2 separate regions of the Mus musculus genome follow, and region 2 is linked to region 1. A link is a contact called in public HiChIP or PLAC-seq data. All regions are on one chromosome and are shown on one strand. The core of a region is the stretch at or near the end of the contact, and the rest is flanking DNA. Distances in the headings are between cores, read along the strand shown.

Region 1 (4,722 bases), core at 2,143-4,642:
GAGTATTCAAACCGCGAAGACACTGGCTTTGCTGTGAGGTCAGACCACGCTCTCCCCCTGACCATCCCCAAAGTGTACATGTGCGCACACGCGCGTGCACACACACACACACACCATTGCCTGACAGCAGGGGTCCCAGCAGTGTGATGGACAGACAGACCATCTATATCTCTCCTGTCATGGAAAGTGCCTTTGCAAAGCTAGACCAGAGAGGCCTGTGGTCTGCTAATGAGACTTCTTGGGTTTGGGGCCATGGAAATAAAAGAACAAGGCTCAGACCCAACCAGTGATTTGTGGCTTTATTTTAGAAGCCTATCAGAGATCGGCTGACATCATCACAGCTGAAATGCTCCACAAGCCGTGCTTGCACACGCAGCAGGCTTGAAATCACAGAGCCAGACGGAGAAAAAGGGAGAGAGGGGGAAGCCCAGTAAGGGAGAAAGAATGACAGCAGATTTAATTGATCTTGCAATGGCAGCCCTCCTTCTCCAGTATCTCTGGGAAGACCTTTCTCCCTAGCCTGAGCAGATGTCTGGGTCTCTGCAACTGGTTAGATACAGCTCACAGCAACACCCACAGGGAAATATAGAAATAAGCGAATTGTTGGACTTCTGGAGCAAAATCCCAAAATCAGTTAGGGAACTTGTGGAAGAAAGATGGTTTCTCTCAGACAGAAATAGCTTTGTGACCCTAGACATAAGTTCTACAGGAACAGAAATCTGCAAGGAGGGATGGCTTCAGAAAACCTCCAAGGTCCTTCCCAGAGAACACTGAGGGGCAGTGAGGAGAGCTGGAAGCCCAGATGTGCATTTGTGTGGGGCAAGTGGTTTTCCCATGCTTCCCCAGTGGATGTTCTCTCTTTTCTAAAACAGGCTAACCTAAGGATGCTGTATAAAGACAATCTTCTCATCTTGTAGGGTTTGGTTTGGTTTTGTTTTCCATTGTTGTTTGGGGTTTTAAATTTTATGTGTGTGTTTGTCTATGTGTGTCTATGTGTGTATGTGTATGGTGTCTGTGTGGGTATCTATGTATCTGTCTGTGTATATGTATGTGTGTCTGTCTATGGAGGTATGGGGGTATATGTGTGTATGTGTGTGTCTATGGTGTATGTGTGTGGTGTGTGTATATCTGTGTCTGTGTGACTGTCTATGGAGTATATGTGTGTATATATGTCTGTGGTGTACTGTATGTCTATCTATGAGATATATGTGTGTGGGTGTGTGGGTGTGTCTATGGTGTGTATATGTATGGCTCTGTCTATAGAGTTTATATGTATGAGTGTGTCTGTGGTACGTGTGTCTGTCTGTCTGTCCATAGTGTGTATGTATGTGTCTATGCTGTACATAATGTTTGTGTGTGTTGGAATCTAGTTCCTTGTACATCACCAGACAAAAGTTGTACTACTTAAGGTTTCTGCCCTTCACCTTCCTCATCTGTTTGTTTGCTTGGTTTTGTTTGAAACCTTTGATTTTCTGTCTTCCAGAACAAACCTGGTTGTTTTTATTTGCTTCAGTGATCAAAAGTTAAAAGTATATTCAGGGAATATTCTAGAGGCATCCAGATAATCAGACATGGATATTGTAGGAACAGAAGTAGGTATTTGTGTTGGTGACTGTTGGGGAGGGGAAGGAGAGAGAGAGAGAGGTGGGGGAGAATTTTATGTCTAAGAGTGTAGGTGCAAAAGCCTGTAGAGCCCATGAGGAAGCAGGGAAGGATGGTGGCTGTCTACCTCTCTCCCTCCCTGCCTTACTACCGTAATACCTTCAGATGAGAATGCTTTCCTTTAGTCTAGGCTGGCTGGCCAGCAAACCCTGGAAATGTATGCTCTAATATGCTGGTGTTACAAGCATACATAGCCACCCTGGATTTTCACATGGGTGTTGGGGATTCAAACTCAGGTCCTCTTGTTTGTGTGGCAAGAGTACCATTACCCACAGAGCCATGTTCCCACGCCCTTGGCCACTATTAAGTTAGGAGCTGAATCCTAACTTCTCTCACATAACTTTCTCTTGTGGAAAGATGCCTCCAATGTTGTCTCTGTCTGGCATTTATGATGAGGAAGTAATATTATAGTATAATGCTTTTTCTATGTTTGTCATCCACCATCTCTGGCTTTGCTGCACAGTGCACTGTTACACCCTTGTAGAACAGCGCTATGGCACAGACTATAAGCATCTGTCCCTAAGACTGTGTTTGCCAAGGAAAGCAAGCTCTTTCCTCTCTAGGTAGACAAGTAGAGCATCCCACAAAGGCAGGTTCGGCCTGGGAGCCCCACAGGACATCAGATTTCTTTCTTTGGGTTAGTTCCCAAATATATCCCACTTCCTGTTCCTAGTATTGAGCCATAAGCCTGGGGCATGGCTCAGCTATGGGATCCGGAGTAAAGAAAGAAAAAGAAAAGAAAAAGGAATTAGTATCATGGTATGATGCAAGTTTATGAGCTGGGGAAATGCATTTGTAGATACACCAAACCCAAAATGTCTCAGTGTGTCCTCCATACCTGGTGGCCCTGGCACTTGGCACAGTGTTCATTATTCTGTAAGCAACGTTGACCCTGAAAAGGGAGAGGTTTGCTTCTGGAGAGAAAATACACCATTGTCTGCTCTGAAAATAACTTACAGAAGAAAGTCTTCTCAACACTAGTCAGAAAGATGGCTTTCTCCGTGAAGCCAGCAAAGCCACCCTGAGCCTGCCTCTCTCCTTGTTGTCTGTCCCAGTGCTGAGGAAGGCCATTGCTCCCACTTCTACTAGGTAGTCTAAATGGACACTCTAGCTGGCATGAGTATAGGTATCCAGCCAGCAGTAGGAGCCAGATATGAGTGAGGACCAGAAGTCCACCCCTTCAGAGCAGCACGAGGACCCGTGTACAAAGTTAGAAATCAGCAGCCGTCATCACCACTAGGGAAGCTCCTATCCAAGAGCACACCACTGGCTAGCCACTTTTGGCTTCTGTCCTCAGTGCCTCCTGGTGGACAGCAGCCTGCTCATCTCTGCCCCTGGACATCAGCTTTTCTGAAGAGCACCCAGGACGCACTCAGCAGCACCTTGGTAAAGCGTGCCATTTGTAAAGTGCTCTGGCCCGCTGCTGCCGCTCTCCTCCTCCTCGATGCTGAGCTCTGTGTTATTAGGGCTGTCTGTCACTTCCCAGGTCCTCCTGAGGTGACTGCTTCCCTGGCTTCCTTGGTGGCTTCTTTATATTCACTGTTGCTTCCCTTCCCCCCGTGTGGGCAGGTGCACACGCTCCCGTGGCGGGCTAGGATGCTGTGCTCGCTGTGTGTGGATGGATGGCTTTTCTTTCATTCCGCTATTTCTCAGTTTGACTGCTGTGGACTGTGAGTCACTGGTGGTGATGTTTTAATGGATTAGCTGGATCCTAAAAATAGGCCAGGCACTCATGCAAGCAGTAAATAAGCCTGAAGAGTCAGTCCCTTAGCTACCAGGAGAAGCATGCTCAACAATATCTGCTGTCCAGGCTGGTAGAAACAAAAACAAATCCATCAAAACACAAATGGTCCGTGGCCTGACTGAAGGCCATGTGCTAGGTCTATGGACCAGTTGTCAATGATACCTTACTTCCAATCAGTTCTGATGTCAAAAGGCTCTCTCTAGGAAACTGCATCAAACCATTCTTGTGTGTCTTTTGATCCACGAGGTGGCACAGGACTGTAGTCCTAGCTACCTAGGCAGGAGGATTACTTGAGCCTGGAAGTTTGAGAGGAGCTTGGGTATCGTAGCCATCAAAATAGAAGAAACCTGTTGCTCTTCAATCATTTTAGGGTATAAGTGTCCCCTACTTGATGGTCTTATTCTTGATGACAAGTTGCTTTAGACCATGGTCTTTACGGCTTGGCTTTATTTTACTTTGTCTTAAGGTATCACCCTACCTGACCTTAAACTCTTGGCAGTCCCCCTGCCTCAGACTTCTGAGAGCCAAAAATGCTCCCACAAAAAGGCTAAGTCATGTGACTAGAGGCTTTTAAATAGAACGCTCCCCGATCCTTTCACACTTTACTGAAGAGCTTGAAAGCTTTTATTAATGATTTTGAAACACTGAAATCAGTAGCTCACTCTCAGCCCACTTCATCCTCACTGTGGAGTCCTCTGCTTTGCTTTGTGTTGGGAACATAGTCCTGCAGTTCCTTCTCAGAGGAAAAGAGCAGGTTTAAAAAAAGAAAAAAAAGATTTTGTAATTTCACCCCGCAGGCAATCAGGAGCTCCATGCTCAGTAATCTAACCCAAAGGAAGACTTACTCACTAAAGCAGCCTCAGGGATGCGGATGACTTCTAGCTCCAGGAGGAGCTAGAGGAAGAGATGGTGCTAACTTGGGTTGAGAGAGGAAAGCTTGGTGAGGCAGACACCGTTCACATTTGTGAAAACAGGAAGCCTCCGGAAGGAAGAAGAGACGTGTTTAAACAACAGACGGTCCCTCTTCCTTCTGCCCTGCTTTTGGGGAAATGTCCATATGTGTGTGTGTGAGGATGCAGTACTAATCTAAGATTGAAATATGCAATCAAACAGCAGAACTATCTATGTGTGCGTAGTGTTTAGATACAGTCCTTGTTGACTAACTCATTACCGGGATTTTGTGGCGTTTCTCACATTGACGCAAGCTAAGTGCAATGTGAAAAGCTAGTCCTTAACTATGATATAAATGCACGGTTATGAGCCGGGAAGTGAGGCCTTACTGCCTCCATGTCTGGCTTTCTCCATCCAGAAGGACA
Region 2 (4,606 bases), core at 2,074-4,573, 280 kb before region 1:
GATGGATGGCTACTTACAGCAACATTAAAAATGAGAAAAGCCTTCCACCAGCACATTCCCAACAAAGCTTTGGAAAAGGTCCTCAGCTCATTGTCCTGCCCAATGACTATATGTCTTTGTTAGGGTGTTACTGCTGCAAACAGACACCATGACCAAGGCAACTCTGATAAGGACAATATTTAATTGGGACTCGCTCACAGGCTCAGAGGTTCAGTCCATTATTGTCAAGGTGGGAACATGGCAGCATCCAGGCAGTCATGGTGCAGGTGGAGCTGAGAGTTCTACATCTTCATCTGCAGGCTGCTAGTGGAAGGCTAACTTCCAGGCATCTAGGATGAGGGTCTTATAGCCCACGTCCACAGTGACACACCTACTCCAACAGGGCCACACCTTCTAATAGTGCTACTCCCTGGGCCAAGCATATACAAACCATCACACTATATAAATTACTCTTGTATAGGTCTCATCTCCCTTCATCCTCATGGGATGTCTTAAAGACATATTAACTTTACATTTAAGCTATATATTATTTTAATGGCAAGCGCTGTTGGGACTGGAGAGTGTGACCTAGCTTATAGATGATGAAGCTAAGATTCAAAACCAGGGTCCTACTTTGCCTGCTCTTCTCAGTCTCTGCATTGGCTTCTCCTGGCTTAAGTTCTTGTTGCTAAGCAGGCAGCCTCTTGCTCTCCAAGGACATGATCGCCTTTGCAGAGGTTGATGGGGGAAGAAATTGTTTTCAACTGTCCTCAGGACCAGCGTTAGTCTAAGTGATGCTGCTGGCAGGTGGCCATTTGCAGGAGGCAGTCAAATTAGCCACTGGTATGAGCCCAGCATCCTAGGCTGAGCCTGCAAAGTGAGTTTGCCCTTCGCAATAAATAGATTTGGGAGTGAGTGCCTAGCAGGAGCCCTGGATATTTAAGGCAAGCACTTTGCTTCCTCCATCTGATTGAATCCAGATTCATTATAGCACTGAGATACATAGCAACAAGCTTTGCAGCGCTGGATCCCAGGGCTGCCTGGTTTTATGGAGGAAGTTTAGCTTATAGTATCAAAAGCCATGGCCAGTGAAGCCACAAGAAAATTATTACGCAAACTTGACCTTAGTGAATATCAGATTTATATTATATTTTGCCAGATGAATTTTAGAGTTCTCTGTGCTACGACAATGTGTTCTAAGATTTGCTAAAATATGAAATCGTTTGAGTGCTTCTCATTTGGGAGTTGAGTGTTTTGCAACTATGCTAGTATGGGTTTACAGGCACTTAGCACTTTGCAGGAATGGATATGGCTACCTCCACCTAATTGCTGAGTTGTCAGACTAGTATCATCTCCAGCCTTACCTGGAACTTTCCTGATCTCATTATCTCGAAAGAGATACTGTCTAGGGACCCAGTTGACACTTCAGACATGCTACATTCAAACTGTCCTTAATTTGATCACTTTATTCTATCTATCTATCTATCTATCTATCTATCTATCTATCTATCTATCTATCTATCTATCTATCTATTTTGTATACATATATGTATGTATCTATCTTTTATGTACCTCTGTATTGGTCTATCTGTCTATTTATCTTCTATCTATCTATCTATCTATCTATCTATCTATCTATCTATCTATCTATCTAGTATACATGTATGTATCTATCTTTTATGTATCTATTGGTCTATCTCTATCTGTCTTCTATGTATCTATCTGTCTGTCTGTCTGTCTGTCTATCTATCTATCTATCTACCTTGTATACATATATATGTATGTATCTATATTTATGTATCTCTGTATTGGTCTATCTCTCTATTTATCTGTCCTCTATCTATCTATCATCTATGTATCTACCTATTTCTGTATATATACATATATACACATGGGTACTTTTATTTTAGACAGGGCTTCATATAGCCCAGTCTATGTCAGCTTGCTATGTTGACCTTGAACTTCAATCACCCTGTCTCCACCTCCTGAGTGCTGGGGTATAATATGTGCCACCACACACCATGCCAGGGTTTTATGCATGCTCCCTGAGGACTCTGTCACTACATTACAACTATATAGTTGTAATTTTTTTTTCCTTGTAGATCTTTTCTGTTTGCTGTTGGTTGAATCTATGGAAGCAGGCTGTCTGGATATAAAAAGCCAACTACACACAGACACATACAGACACACACATCACAACACACACACACACACACACACACCACACATCACACACCACAGACCACACACCACACACACACACCACACACACACACACACACACACCACACACCATACACACACACCACACACACCACACACCACACACCATACACCATACACACACACACACACACCCCACACCCCACACACCATACACACACACACACACACACACCCCACACCCCACACACCATACACACACACACACACACACACACACATTACACCACACACCACACACACACCACACACACACACACACACACACACACACACACACCACTCATACTGCTGTTAAGTACACAATTCAGTGGCATTGTATACATTTCCAGTGCTGGATATTCGTCGTCTATCCATTCCAGAGGTTTCCATCATTCCAAACACAAACTCCACCTATTGGACCATGAATTTCCTACTCTTTTGTCTTCTAGCTCCTAGAGACTACCTCTCCGCTCCCCTTTCTACTCTTCTATTTGTTTATTTGAAACAGGATCTCACATACAGGCCAGGCTGGGCTGGAACTATGTGAACTGGGCTAGTCTGGAGTGCACAGAGATCTACCTGCCTCTGCCTCCAGGGGGCTGGGATTAATGGTATGGTTAACATACCTGGCTTCTCTATTCAACTTTCTGTCTCTATGCATTTGATTTTTAAAAGATACCATTCAAAATCATACCACATATGGTCCCCCCCACCCTTTTTTTTGGTCTGGCTCCTAACTTGTTGTTATTGGTTTTGTTTGTGTTGTTTTAAATCCAGGGTCACGTGGCGTATCTTAAGCAAGCCTAGAACTCACAGTATATGTCAGGCTGGTCTTGAACTCAGGTTCTCTTGTCTCTACTTCTTGAGGGCTAAGATTATAGCCATAGGCCACTATGCCTGACTTTCAGCTCACTCGTTTACTACGGTGCTTTTAATGCAGCATTTGAAATACGGTTTTATTTTATAGAGCATATGCTGTCAGTACTTGACTATATAAATAATTACTAATACATTATGAATCTCATTCTAATTTCAGAAGCCAGGCTCTATTAGAATCTTGGAGAAGGAAGCACCTCAGCATTTCTCCTTGTTAGCTCAAGAAAACGCCACCACACAGTTTCATGTTCCTTCCTGTTCATCGTTGGCTCCGATTTCCTCTCATTTTTTAGCCCCTATTTGGCCTGAATTCTTTGTAGTTCTCTCTGAGCAGACTCGTGCTTCTGTAACGCCTGCTAGAAAAGTGGCCCCCGTTCTTCAGATACCATCTTCCCTGTGACTCGTAGTTACTCTCTTCTGCGTTCATTTTCTAACCACTCTGCCGACCTACCTCTGTCCAGCCATGAGCAGTGACCCATGATGTGACCCTTGGAAATGGGTGAATCACAGCCTGCCCCACTGGTGCTGATGTGACTCAAAGCGGAAGTATTCCTCCCTGCTAGTGCATCAATAGTAGAGGTGAACACTGTTTTTTTATTTACATCTTTGATGAGCCATAATTAAAAGTGGTGTGAGTCACTGTCAGAATGAATGTGTTATTTTCAGATGTCTGTGAGGGCAGTTACTGGTGGAAACTGAACTTCCCTTACACCGAAGCTCTAAGACCCCTCAGGAAAGGATTCCAGAGGGCTCTCATCTACTTCCTGAAAGGAGAGAAGATTGGAATGACTTTCTGCAACAACAAGGCAGAGCTTCAACTTGACAGCCCTCAGCTTGTGATTTTCCAAGTGTCTTTGACATGTATGCTGTCCCTCTAATAAAAGAATCCTGTCTGATTTGAAGTTGGAGTACTTAGAGATCATCTTCTTTTCCTTCTCCTCCTCCTTCTTTTTCTTCTCCTTTTTTTCTTCTTCCTTCCTCCTCTTCTTCCTCATCCTCTTCTTCATTTATTTATTTATTTATTTATTTATTTATTTATTTATTTATTTATTTATTTTTGGTTTTTCAAGACAGGGTTTTTCTGTGTAGCCCTGGCTGTCCTGTAACTCACTCTGTAAACCAGGCTGGCCTCAAACTCAGAAATCCACCTGCCTCTGACTCCCAAGTGCTGGGATTAAAGGCATGCGCCACCACTGCCCAGCCATGCATGAGTTCTCCTCCTCTTCCTCCTCATCCTCTTCCTCGTCTTCTTCCTCTTTTTCCTCCTCCTTCTCCTCCTCCTTCTTCTTTTCTTCTCCCTTTTCTTTCTCCTTCTTCTTCTTCCTCTTCCCCTCCCTCCCTCTTCCTTCTTCTCTTTCTCCTCTTCCCCTCCCTCCCCCTCCCTCTTCCTCTTCCTCCTCTACCTCCCTCTCTCTACCTTCTTCTCTTTCTCCTCCTCCCCTCCTTCCCCCTCTTCCTCCTCCTCCTCTTCTTCCTCCTGCTCCTCCTCCTCCTCCTTCTCCTCTTCCTCTTCCTCCTCCTCCTCCTCCTCCTCCTCCTCCTCCTC

What was found. HiChIP or PLAC-seq counts read pairs in DNA pulled down with a chosen protein or histone mark.
Region 2: a contact with region 1 is called in an H3K27ac HiChIP or PLAC-seq map of embryonic fibroblasts, with 9 times the contacts expected there. The contact joins two enhancer-like sites. A contact is called at or near these places in 2 of 484 Hi-C or Micro-C datasets (the G1E-ER4 cell line and embryonic fibroblasts) and 1 of 115 datasets of contacts at active chromatin or transcription factors (embryonic fibroblasts).

What each region holds. Positions count from the first base shown.
Region 1 is chr13:45,560,766-45,565,487 of GRCm38.p6, reverse strand. All of the region lies in intron 7 of Atxn1 (ataxin 1), which reads left to right. Among named protein-coding and RNA genes, the nearest start is that of Gm34582, 38 kb to the right of the region's middle. Within about 2 kb of position 3,392, at least 46 of the 459 cell types and tissues checked have an H3K27ac peak or open chromatin away from gene starts, as enhancers often do. A contact at or near this core is called in embryonic fibroblasts, where this site is marked.
Region 2 is chr13:45,839,053-45,843,658 of GRCm38.p6, reverse strand. The region is part of intron 3 of Atxn1 (ataxin 1); the gene reads left to right. Among named protein-coding and RNA genes, the nearest start is that of Atxn1, 120 kb to the left of the region's middle. Within about 2 kb of position 3,323, at least 35 of the 459 cell types and tissues checked have an H3K27ac peak or open chromatin away from gene starts, as enhancers often do. A contact at or near this core is called in embryonic fibroblasts, where this site is marked.